Linked DNA regions of Zea mays: region 2 is linked to region 1. Evidence: chromatin contacts called from public Hi-C data. All regions are on one chromosome and are shown on one strand. Each heading gives the region's core, a stretch centred on a gene start, on an enhancer-like site or on the middle of the called end of the contact. The rest is flanking DNA. Distances are from core to core; before and after follow the strand shown. Region 1 holds the start of LOC103630830 (phosphate transporter PHO1-2-like). Region 2 holds the start of LOC100281863 (polygalacturonase).

Region 1 (6,629 bases), core at 1,955-4,454:
GAAGAGCGTGCGTCATGATAAGGTGTCAGGCGATCCTTGCATTGAATGCTCCTGCGATACGGTCGGTTGGCGTGGCGATCTGACCAAGGTTGCTTCTCCACGAAGCCTACCCGAGCTGGGCCTCAGGCGAGTCGAAGGTGCGTCCGTTGTTTGAGGAGACCCTCGGGCGAGGCGTGAATCTGCCTTGGTCTACTGTTCCTGCCCGAGGTTGGGCTCGGGCGAGACGAGATCGTGTCCCTTGAGTGGACGGAGCCTTGACCGTAATCACGCCCATCAGGCCTTTGCAGCTTTGTGCTGATGGGGGTTACCAGCTGAGATTAGGAGTCTTGGGGGTACCCCTAATTATGGTCCCCGACAAATACAATAACATGGTAGCCGCATAATATGAAACACAAAAGCTACAAAATAAAATCTTAAAACAAAAAAAATGATAATAACAACTTACAACACAAAAAAACATAATAGTAACATCTTACAATGAGGGAAAGATATGAGTACACAAGTCTGCTGAAGTAAAAAAAATTCAAAACATTAGGAAGACTTGCAGTGCGGCTAATTGAAGTTAACCTATGTCATAGGTTATTTCTCTAGAGAATTGGTTGTATGAAATGTCCCTGCATGCCAAATACAAAAAAGGAAAATTCGCGTCATAGCATCCTAATCTAAAAAGGACAACCAAAAACACCAACAGAATCGCAAAGAAACAACATACATAATCTCAAAAAAGCTAGTGCTGTTTCGTCTAGAATTGTTCCTCTGATAGTGTTCCCCCTTATGTCACTGCAGATATGGAGCACAACCAATGTCAATAAAGATCAAACTGCATCTTATGCATCAGGACACACAATGGAGCAGGGCAGTAAACTTACAAAAAAAGAACCATATACCACTCAGTTGGCACATATCAGGTGACAAAAAAAGTTCCATTCAGTTATTACCACTCAAGCCTCTATGGAACCAAGGTAACATATGTTATCACCCAAAAAACATCTTGAACCTTGAGCAAAAACAAAAAATGATGTAGAGCTCTTACAGGGATTGCAGTACACCATTCTAGTAGATGAGCCTAGGGATGTCGCCGTTAAGCTTGTTCTGGGCCAGATCCCTATTACAAAAAGGAACAAACGAACATTTCATTACCAAAACAGCATATGACAAAAAGGGAAAGGAAGTACAAAAAAAGGAAACTCCTTTGGTGTGAGCACTAAAGCACAAAAAACAGTGGGAAACTAAAACAGAACATAAACATGAGAGAAAACTTGTTCTGCTCCAGTAAGCTTACATCTGACTTGCCCAAACATATCTTCAACCTTCTTCTTACGGCAGGAGACCGTCTCATTGAAGGATTCTCATCAAATGTAGCAAAAAAGGGCGCGTTCAAATCATCTGCAAAAATACAAAATACAATTGAATAAGAACATGATGAAAAACAATACCAAAAAACAATGAAAAAAATATACAGAAATGTGAAACAAAAAAATGAGAAATATAAACTTACAAAATGCCCTTCATGACTCCACACTTAATGAGATCCCCCCGGACATTGCATCGTGCAGCAAAAAAGTTGACCACTGCCCATTCTTTTGATAATGCTATAAGGATAGTGTGCATAGTGTATTATTTTGTTTATGTCTAAATGGATTGTCATCATGTCATATGTAAAAAATTTGGAATTTTGTTTTTTCAGATGTCATTAGAGCTAGCAAGGTCAAAAGAAATGGGCAGTGGTCAACTTTTTTTTTGCAATTAACATCCAGGGGATAAAATATACAACTTCCTCTTTTTCCTTGACACTCGGTTCCTTTTAGAACCTATAAAAACCAAACTAAAACAAAAAAAGAGATCCCATACTCAAAAAATAACAAACAAAAAATGATGAAAAAATAATAACAAAAAAATACTAAAAGGATTAATTCAAAAAAATAACATCACACTTGGCATCACGACATTCGACCTAAAAAATACAGAAAATACAATGGAACATAAAAAAAACGTGTGTGGAATTGCATAACCAAAAAGGAGGTAGTTTTTGTTTTTTCGAGTGGATGTACGTATAAGATACTCATAACATGTTCAAAAAATATTGAATATATCTTTTTTTATAATGGGTACAAAAATATATCTGGTATTGGGCCATCCATGTACCGTCCCTGAAAAAAAATGAACCTTTAAAAAATATGATAAAAACATAAAAAGGCCCACTAATAAGAGGACAACAAAAAAAGCCCAACGAAACTATGAAAAAACTAAATCTGGTATTGGGCCATCCATGTACCGCCTACCAGCCCAAATGTAGTACACATAAAAAAGGCAACAAAACAAGCCCAGTGCAGTACACAACCCCCCAGCCGCCAGCCCTCCAGCCAGCCACCAGCAGCCCCCAACACAAAACCACAGAACCCCAGCCGCCAGCCCTCCACCCCAGCCGCCAGCGGCCAACACAAAACCCTCCCCCCCTCTCCAGGAAAAAAACAGAACGCTCAATGTCTATGAGGATACAAAGTACATGATGATGACAGAGGAAGATAGAAGAGGCAAAGAAATTGAAAAGGTATACTCATCTTTGCCCCCCATCTCATTTTGTTGATGCTTCTCTGTTCAAAAAAGTTGAGGCCCCCTAGATTTTTGCAGAAGAAAAAAAATCCCATGCTCGAAATAAACAACACAACATCTCTACCCACTCTTTCACCCCAACCAAAAGTCAGAGCTCCCATGGTTTTCCGTGCCACGGGACGCTTTCTGGTTTAAACACCATCGCTGATACGTACTTGCCGGTGTTAGCAAGCTGGTTCATGTCGTGGCCTTCTTCCAAGTACCTTCTCAGACACTAGCATGCAGCAGTAGACCATTTTAGTTAGTCTGATGAGCAGATAGATCTGCTAGATTCGTTCAATATCAATCTACCTGCATTGCTCGCCAGTAGTATGGCAGGAAAGAGAGCACATATGCCAGGTTCTTGTATTGGGAGCTGCTGGTACAACTTCCATACGCGTGAGTTCTGAAAGTTTCAGCCATGAAGTAGCACCCCGTGAACTTGAGGTGTCTTAGCAGTGGGATCTGCAAAACAAGACATTTTGAGCCGCAACGTAATAAGTACAATGGCTAGCTCTCCATGCATGCCTAGTGTACGGCTGAGCACAGTTTACCTGGCTGGTTAGCTGGTCAGCCATGAAGAAATCCGCCATCAGAACCTGCATGAAAGGCATCCTGGTAGATCAGATTAGATGAGCTATTTCAAACAGGCTTGACAGACAGACAGAAAGACAAAATAATGAGGCAGGGGACCAACCAACAATCAACTTAGCGACCGGGATGCTGGGCTTATAATAGTTTAGGTATGAACCTACCTGTTAGGTCCAACCAAAATAACGTACAGATAAAACAAAGTAAAGAATTATACCACATCCACCGCATATTAGAAGAAAACAGAGGGTACAAGTAGTCATACATACTTACGTATCAGCAACAACCCATTCACTTATGCTCCTCGCATTCACATTTGTTGTTGATCGGTAACAGTAACAACATTTCCACAGTAGGTCACACCGTGCTGAGCGTCGGGCGTGGCGCGCCACAACGGGGTGTTGTTGTCCTTACATAGGGGCGAAGCTAGAAATTACAGGCGTCGGTGTCAGTATAACATATTAACTAATAGTCTGTTACTTATGATAATATAGATATCACAATAATAAAATTATATGATACACTTGAGTGAGTACTTCGGTCTTTAGAGTTCAGAGCTTGAGGTTGGACCAGTTTAGCGCTGAAATAGTCTGCAGAGTGTAGGCTCGTGGTCTCTCGCCTATGGAACGACAGAAGACCATGCTAGACATCTCATTTTGTTGATGCTTCTCTGTTCAAAAAGTTGATGCCCCTGGATTTTTGCAGAAGAAAAAAACATCCCATGCTCGGATTTTTCTTGTACCCCCCATGTAAAAAACACCTGCAACAAAAAACATGATAATTAGAAGATATCAAAATAGATTTCTCACCCACTCCTAGTTTGTATTACTTGTTCAAATTGGATTAACATATGCAAAAAAATATTTGTATTACCTCTTCGATTGGATAGAAGACTAACACACTATCCATTAGTTTTTGCCCCCCCTCCCTCCCCTGATGATCTGCCGCAAAACACAAAAAAAGGCTACACATGAACTTGCCCTCTGCCCTCCGCCTCCAAGAACTATATCTGCATGATCTGAACATCCTCTGACTTAGCTGAAAACGACCACATCAAATACACAACTACAAGGCAAAAAAAAAAAGAAACCACATAACACAAAAAACAGCCAAGATTGAAAAAAAACTGGGCATAAATTTTCTTTCCCTTTTCGTAGATTCATGTTGATGGTACTAACAAGTTTGTCACTGAAGACAACATATTCTCAGAAGATGAAATTACCAATTTTCAGCACCATATATTGGAGATAATTGGAAGTACTCAGGTAAAAAGTATATGAGAATTCCCGTAATTACAGTTGAATAAGATGAAAAAAATTCTATCCACATGTTTTGAAGACTAAAAAACTTTTTGTGATTTTTTATGAATGTGCAAAAAACATATGGCTGGAAGGCGTTTTACTCAAAATGGATCAAGCAGTACTCAGATATACGCACAAATGACGCTGCCATATGTTTCAAACCAGGTAATAAAATGCAAAAAAACATGAACAACACCTACTAAATTATATATGGGAATTTAATTGATCCTTGATGATTATGCAGGGTGGATACATTGATCTGATGATGGAACAGATACGTAACTCGTAAGGAGAATCAGTGAGTGAAGTAGGCAATGAAATGCAAAGTGGCCTATGCACACAAAATGAAACCATGAACAAAAACCTACTAGTGGCCCCATGTGAGACATACACACAGATGATTCTTGAGGAGGACTCAACGCTTGCAAATGCAGACATATCCAAGGTAAGTGTGGGGGTGTGTGGGAAAAAATAATAGTAATATACATTTCATAACATAAACAATGATGTTAACAATGATGTTTATAGCGGCAACAGGATGTGTTAACAGGATATGTTTCAAACCAGGTAATAAAATGCAAAAAAAACATGAACAACACCTACTAAATTATATATGGGAATTTAATGGATCCTTGATGATTATGCAGGGTGGATACATGGATCTGATGATGGAACATATATATAACTCGCAAGGAGAATCAGTGAGTGAAGTAGGCAATGAGATGCAAAGTGGCCTATGCACACAAAATGAAACCATGAATAACAACCTACTAGTAGCACCATGTGAGACATACACACAGATGATTCTTTAGGAGGACTCCCCGCTTGCAAATGGTGACATATCCAAGGTAAGTGTGGGGGTCTGTGGGAAAAATAATAGTAATATACATTTCATAACATAAATAAAAATTAGAAAACTAACGAAAAAACTGAATTTTTTTTGTAGGAGACATTTGGGGAATGCAATGAAGCTGATACATCTAAATACGGGGAAGCAGTATACCACAGGGATCTCTTTGAGATAATGCATGTACAACAACTAACTGAATGTGTGCAAAATGATGATGGAAAAGAAACTAAAACATCGAGTGCTAGTGCAAACTTTGATGATGCAGAAGCTGAAACAACAAATGCAGGAGATGAAGAGTTAACAGAGGATCAGATTGATGCCTTCATTATGAGTGAGCAGATAGCTGCAACAGAAGGGAACAATGCATCAATAGACAGCAAATACACACCGCAAGTTGGGATGGAATTTAAGACCAGGGGAGATGCAAAGCACTTCTTATTCTTCTATGGTTTTTGGCTGGTTTTAAACCAGCAATCACCCACACTTTCAGGACTTCCAACAAAAAAAGAAGCAATGAAGTAACAAAGGTGGAGCTGAAATGTAACAAACATGGCAAAACAAAAAAAGACAAACCAGCAGGAACAAGATATTTGCATAGAAAAAAAGCGCTGCGAGAAAGGCCCAAAAAGGAATACAAATGTCCAAGTTAAAACAGATTGCAGAGTATTCATGGTTATAAAGGAACATGGACAAAAATGGGTGATCGATAAGTTAGACTTGGAACACAATCATGAGCTCAGACCAGCTGACAGCAACAACATGTTTAGTGGGCATAAGTACATGACAGATATGGAAAAAGGAATTATAAGAACATTGAACCACAACAACATACCTACACGGAAGATGATAGCTATATTGTCTTATCTGAGAGGAGATATGACAGCATTGCCATACAAAAAAAAGATGTTAGCAACTACAGAACTAAAATAAACAAGGAAGTAACAGGGAATAATATGACGCAAGCACTGCAGTTTTTTCAGGAAAAACAGAAGGAGATCCAAATTTCTTCTACAGAATTGTCATTGATGAAGATAAAAAGGTGAAGCACATGTTTTGGGTAGATGGGACATCTTTGAAATACTACGAGATGTAAGGAGATTATGTCACACCCGATTTTAGAAGGCAAACCGAATGCGAACCATGTATGTGCCAGGATCAGCAATTCACGTACACGACAGTTACATAACATGGACATCATCACACAATGCTCAAATAGTATTAAAAACGGAAATAGTCGATTACATCATATGTCTGAGACATCCATATAGTCTTTACAATAAATCAAAGTACGGAAA
Region 2 (6,629 bases), core at 2,367-4,866, 430 kb after region 1:
ATTTATATATTTCATTAGTTGGATGAATAACTATAAGTATCAAGTGCAACTGATGAACTATTAATGTTATATTTCCTATAATCTAGAATTCTGGACTGCATTTCTATTCTGGCTTGTGAGCCTATAACGAGCCGAGCCGAGCCTCTGTTCCCAACTCGTTTAATGAACGAGCCGAGCTCGGCGAGCCTCTGTTCCCAACTCGTTTAATGAACGGGCCGAGCTGAGCCGAGCTCGGCTCGTTTCCAGCCTTACTGGTGCGGTCCTGCAGCTTGCGTTCGTTCAGGTGGTGGTGGGAGAAGAACTGCTGCTGGGTGGTACTGCTGATTGAGAGAGGGGAAGGAAGCCTGGTTCGTCTTAGTGTTTTGGTGGTGCTGATTGAGAGAGGAGGTACTGTTGTGTGCTGCAAGGTACCGCAGACCGTCGCCCGTCTATTTGGTGCCCAACACATATTTCTAACCCCATTCGAAAACAGAAGACTAATTAAAGTTTAAAAAATTGAGTTTGTCTGTATAATCTAAAAAACCTATATCATCCACTCCCAAAACTTGTGGGCGCTGTAGTATGTACTACTACTAGATAGAGTAGTTGGTCAAAGAAGTCCACACCAGGAGGAGGATCCATCTCTCCTGAACTCTTCACACGGTGCAGGGAAAACGTCATGCGCCTCTCCATACACAGACTCGCAATGCCACCTGCTGTCCTGCTGCCGCCTTATCCCTCTGAAGCTGAAGTTCCTGAAGCAGATCCCCTCATAAACTGCGCCAGGCACTGCCTCCAGCATCGGTGCTCGCTGCAGGTGTACACCGACGACGTCGCTGACCAGCACGTTGCTGATCCTCGGCAGCGCGGCCGGGTCATACCTGTCGTCAGGATGGTCATCTGCGCCTCGGCTGAACCTTATCGGCACCTTGACCTTCTCCATGGCCACACTGGCTATGGTGATGTTGGTGATGTAGCCACCCCTCCCTACGTCGGTCTTGAGCCTCACGGCCTGCGCCGAATTCCACACGTGGAGGTCACGGACGAGCACGTTAGATATGCCTCCTGACATCTCGCTGCCGAAGCCTACGCCCGAGCACGTCGGAGTCGTGCCCGAAACCCTCTGGATGACGATGTTCGTGCTCGGCTTGCCAAATGAGATCCCGTACTGGTCCCAGCCACTCTTGACGGCCACGAGGTCGTCTCCGCTTTCGATGTAGCAGTCTTCGATGCAAACTTCAGAGCTCGAGTCTGCCATTATTATTGTTCCAATCAGCGAGAGAAGCTGTCAGTAGAGATCGAGTTGTTAATGGTAATGAAAGTAACAGCTAGCGCAGAGACCTGGATCAATGCCATCTGTGTTTGGAGCATCCAGGGGAGCCAGTATGGTCAAATCCTTCATCACCACGTTGCTGACAAACGAATATCAAAAATAAAAAAAATCACTTTCCCAGCACTTCATTCATTTACATAGAAATAGAATGGAAATGTTCCTCTAGCAGGAAATGCAACGGATCGAACCAGCTCGCTAGAACTGACCTGCAGTAGACCGGGTGTACTGTCCAGAAAGGGGAGTTGCTCAGCGTGACACTGGATATCAGGACGTTGGTTGAGTTCACAAGCTCGATGAGATGGCCTCTCGTGTGGTTCAAGGTTCGGTTCCGCCATAGCTCCCACCACATATGACCTTGCCCATCTATGGTCCCGTTGCTACCTGACGATGTTTGTTAACGCGATGAGGCAAAAAAAAAATATTTTATTTATTACCCGATCATGAAAGTAGACATATATAGCTAGAAATTCGTTCGTACCGGTAATAACAACATCGTTTAAGCCCTCTCCGTGAATGAGGCTGATGTGGCGTGGTCCTAACCGCTCTCTCCCGCGCCCGTAAGACGGCAAAGGGGTAATGAGAGGCCACTCTTCTGGATCCTGCACATGATAGTCCAGCTTGCTAGTGAATAAAATACTCTATACAGCTTTGTAATGAGCATACGTACACAGCTACGATCGAAGCGCTGGGCATCATTCGCCTAGTTAAATGTGGATTGAATACACAAGTATTCAATACAGAATATATATATCTAACATGGTGGGTATCAATTCAATTATAAAGCCATCCTGTTGCCATTATAAATGAATGGCCTGATAATGACTCTACAGTACTGTACTACAGACTCTACAGTAGTGTAATACAGATCACACATGCAGCTGTGTCTTTTTGCCTTGGTTGACACAGATGGGAAAAAACAAACAAACAAACAAAATGGGCATAGACTGGCGTTCACAATATTTTGGAACAGGCATTAGCTGTAAAAGACGCAAGATGGCTTACGATTATTATGATCAGTGTGTTCCAACTGAAGCTCACCATTTCCCATGCAGTAGCTAATACTAGCTTGTTTGTTCTGTTGGAATTGGAAGTAGCTGTAGCAGGAGAAGTGACACAGCTACCCTCTCTATTGGCTTTAGCACAGACGACAGATAAGAGGAAGGTGGAAGCAATGTAAAGTACAAAAGAGGCTTCAACTCGGGCCAGCAACCCCAGTCCAGGTGGAATGGAAGCAGCATAGCATGCAGTGGGGACAAAGCAAAGGCACACAGATAATGTGGTGGCAGAGTTCACAAGGAAGCAGCAGAGAACCAGGCGACCGTCCATGGCCAAGCATGTGACTTCTCCAATACATTTAGTATCTGTCTGCACACGGATCATGGCATGCATGTGACAGCACAAGCGCCGAATCTACCTAGTTTGACGACGACGAGCATCCCAATGTTTGGAGGGCCGGTTACGCAAGGCTTTGGAAATTTCTGAACCCACCAATGTAACGAACAAATTTCTTGTCCATGCATAGCCAGGCCACTGATCGAGCAAGCAAATTAAACCACGCGTTTTGTTGTGCGCATGCATTGCATGCTATGCTTGAGCAGAAACGCTGAGCAAAATTTCAAACCACCTCCTAGAATAGAATCCTAGCTCCTACAGCGAAGCCGATGCAGCATTTGGCACTGCTACTACTGTATTAATTACTGTCTAAACAAAGAAAGAAAGAAGAAATGAATGAACCGTTAACCTGGGAGCCGAGGATGACCGCGCCGCGGTGCAGGAAGAGGGTGAAGCGGCTGGTGAGGTTGAAGCTGCCCGTGAGCCACCTCCCGGGGGGCACGTCGAGCCTGGCCCCTCCCCCACCGACGGCCCTCGCGCCCAGCTCCGCGACGGCGCGCCGGAACGCCGCGGTGTTGAGCGTGGCCCCGTCGCCCACGGCCCCGAACTCCTCGACGGACGCCCACACCTCGCGCGCCGGCCCCGCGCCCGCGTAGAACCCCGCGCAGCTGTCCCCGGGCGCGTGCGCGGGCGCGTCGTGGGGGCGAGAGCGAGGGGCGATCGGGAGGAGCGCGGCGGGAAAGCGCGTGAGGGCCAGGTAGGAGGCCGTGGCGAGCAGGGACAGCATGACGAGGAGCGGCGCTGGGCGCGGCCATGGGAGCGGCAGCGGTGGCGGCATGGGGTCGTGGTCGTCGACGGCGGCGGCCTTGGCGCGCGCGGCCATGGCGGGCGAGGCAGGCGGAGGAGGAAGTGCCGCCACGCCACGCGCATCGCTTTCCCTTTTTGGACGGGACGCCGGACGCGGCCGATAGAGAGAGAGAGAGAAAAAGAGACGTAACCGAGACAGATGCTTTTCTGTTCTTTTCGCCCGAATTGCGTGAGCGTGTCGGAAACGGATGGACCGGCCCAGAACGGCCCGCCCGGCCAGGTGCTTGCTTTTGCTAAGCGATCATGTTTTATACTTGTTGGGCTGGATCTGGTCAGTCGTTTTATGTAGGCTGAGCATTTGTTCGACTGAGCCCATGCTGAGGCCCCCTCTGCTCACGGCAACCGGCCGCGATGACGAAGCAGCGGCCACGCCCCACGCTGACAGCCAGCAGACAGGCGAAGCTTCAGGCGAGGTGGAGCCACGACGGCGAGCTCCAGTGCGTGCTAGTACAACGCAATGCCGAGATCAAGTATTGTTTATGTTAGAACAAGAGAATTTTTCTACATCCATATCCACACCTGGCTTATGTTAGAACAATTACTCCCTTCGTTTTTTTAAGTTATCGCTGGATAGTTCAATTTTGCACTATCCAGCGACACTAAAATAAAACGGAGGAAATATATTTAAGAGGAGAGCGACAAGATCGTAATAATATAGCAATTGTATATATATGCCACCATATATAATATATAAATAATCAATCAATGTATGTATAATAAATGAAAGAGGATTGCGACTCCTTGCTAGCCCTACCGACAGATGTGGACCGTTGGAAGGCTTTACTGTAGCACGTGGACCACGCGTGCATGCAACTGTAAGAAACTTGTGCGTAGATTGGTTTTACTGGGCTACATAGTACTGCTACAGCGGACGACGGAGGCCCAAATCTAGGTTTTGGGCCCAAATCTTCTTACACTGTTGCTATCACAGTCATCATACAGGAAACAGACCAAATATATTTTTTTTGTAGAAAATTGTTTACATATGAATATATCCAATAATGCAATGTTTAGCGCACAGCATAGATGATGCTCAGGATCAGCTAAGAATATAAAAGTAGTGTTTGGTTGAGGAGCCAAGTAGAACGGAGCCGTTCCATTCCTGATTCTAGGAACGGAGCCGCTCTGTTTTGTGTTTGGTAACCTGGAACGGAGCGGTTCTGTTTTTTGTTTGGTTGCAGAGTGAACGGAACGGAGCGTGACTGTGAGAGCGGGATTGGAACGGAGCGGCTCCGTCTCATTGATCTTTTGGAGCGGAATGGTTCCGGATCTGAGGAGAATATTCCCTAATTGGAGTCATTCCGTTCTAATTACTTTGTAACCAAACAATAACAAAACTGGGACAGAATGGTTCCGTTCTACTTGGCTCTTCAACCAAACACTACCTAACAAAGGTCTTTGTTCCAATCCAAAAACAGCGCCAAGAATTGGAGGTGCTCTTTTTATTTTGAAAAATTGTGAAAATGGGTTTGTTTGTGCTAAAACAAGCTATCAGGGCCACTGGCGTAGAAAGGGGAGGGGGGCTAGTAGGGCCGGCCTGGCGATGGCCTCAATGGTTTGTACAAACATATAAATGTAGGCTAATTATATTAATACTAGTTTTTAAGTAGTTAAGGATATAAAATAACGATTGATTCAATAAACATTGGTTATTTTTTGTTTGTGCGTTAGATAAAACCATGTAGTCTATTAAGTTAAATTATATTGAACTATATATAATTTATTAAATATTGTTTATGGTCTTCTCTACAAAAAAAATCATATCTACCTCTGATCAATGCATGTACAACTCTAAAGCTTTTGTATCAGTTTTCAAAGAGACGGTTGAGACTGCATCCATTCATATAACGGAGTGCCTATAAGTTATAAATGTAATACAACAGCACACAATAAGTTTTACGTCAGAAAGGTCATGTAAAATACGACTTCTGTGCGAAGACAGTCTCGTGATTTTTTTTAAAAAAAAAAATTACCTCGAAAACCTCTCTCAAAACCAGTATTAATAAATGGGTCGTCAAATTGGAAGTTTGGTGAAACAAAGTAGCCAAAGAAATTGTATTGACTTGACCCATTCAACCACCCACGCGCTCCTCATGATTATTTATTTTATTTATTCAAAGCAAAGTCTCCTGCTTCCTTCCGTCTTGCTCCTCGACCCTTCTTCCTTCCCCACCACCGCGTTCCAATCAATCCCAATCGCGACCCAGCCAGAGGCGAGCGCGAGAAAATCCCCATTCCCCAATCCCCACGCCACAGCCTCCCTTCCCTCCCCGTCTCCTCCAAATTCAATCGTCTCCAAGCGCCAATCCGCCCCGTCTCCAAATCCCAGGCAGGCAGGCAGCCAACCAGCCATGGAGTGCGAGCCGGAGGAGCTGCAGTTCCTGGGCGTCGTCGGCATCTACCGCTTCTCCGCGGAGATCCTCCGAGGCCCGCACCGCCCGCTCTTCGCGCGCATCGCGGCCGCCTTCGCGCTGCCCCTCTCCGCGCTGTTCCTCCTGCACGTCGCCATCTCGCACGCGCTCTTCACCCACATCGACTCCGACGACACGGCCCTGGACGCATCCTCCCCGGGCACCGACACGCAGCGCCGCCTGCTGTCCCGCCTCGCCTCCGACTGGCTCGCCCTGCTCCTCTTCAAGTCCGCCTACCTCCTCGCGCTCCTCCTGCTCTCGCTCCTCTCCGTCGCCGCCTCCGTGTTCTCCGTCGCCTCCGTCTACTCCGCCAAGCGCGACGCGCTCACCTTCCCGCGCGTGCTCTCCGTCGTGCCCCGCGTCTGGCGGAGGCTCGCCGCCACGTTCCTCGCCGCCTTCGCGCTCCTCTTCGCCTACCACGCCGTCGCCGTGCTCGTCTTCGTCGGCCTCCTCGTCGCCGCGGACAACGGCTCCGGCCTCGCGGGCCTGCTCGCCTTCCTCGTCGCCGTCGCCTACCTGCTCGGCCTCGTCTACCTCGGCGTCGTCTGGCACCTCGCCAGCGTCGTCTCCGTGCTCGAGGACCACAAGGGCTTCGCCGCCATGCGCAAGAGCAAGGACCTCATCAGGGGGAAGCTCGTCACCGCGGGTGCTATCTTCTTCACGCTCAACGTCGTCTTCGCCGCCGTCGAGCTCGGCTTCCGCGCCTG

What was found. A called contact is a pair of places that touch in the nucleus more often than the background predicts.
Region 2: a contact with region 1 is called in a Hi-C map of leaf, with 7 times the contacts expected there. The contact joins the promoter of LOC100281863 here to the promoter of LOC103630830 in region 1. A contact is called at or near these places in 5 of 25 Hi-C or Micro-C datasets (bundle sheath, endosperm, leaf and 1 more).

Annotation. Positions count from the first base shown.
Region 1 is chr6:6,101,602-6,108,230 of Zm-B73-REFERENCE-NAM-5.0, forward strand. It overlaps LOC103630830 (phosphate transporter PHO1-2-like), which reads right to left and starts at 3,205. Exons shown (of 3, transcript XM_008651883.2): 1 at 3,147-3,205; 2 at 2,905-3,057; 3 at 2,666-2,827. The coding sequence starts at 3,197. The coding sequence ends at 2,702.
Region 2 is chr6:6,533,745-6,540,373 of Zm-B73-REFERENCE-NAM-5.0, forward strand. LOC100281863 (polygalacturonase) reads right to left here and starts at 3,617. Exons shown (of 5, transcript NM_001154783.3): 1 at 3,054-3,617; 2 at 1,791-1,911; 3 at 1,519-1,693; 4 at 1,321-1,391; 5 at 464-1,230. The coding sequence starts at 3,527. The coding sequence ends at 590. LOC103628932 (pentatricopeptide repeat-containing protein At2g33760) reads left to right here. Exons shown (of 5, transcript XM_035959861.1): 5 at 1. LOC100276777 reads left to right here and starts at 5,628. Exons shown (of 1, transcript NM_001150490.1): 1 at 5,628-6,629. The coding sequence starts at 5,863.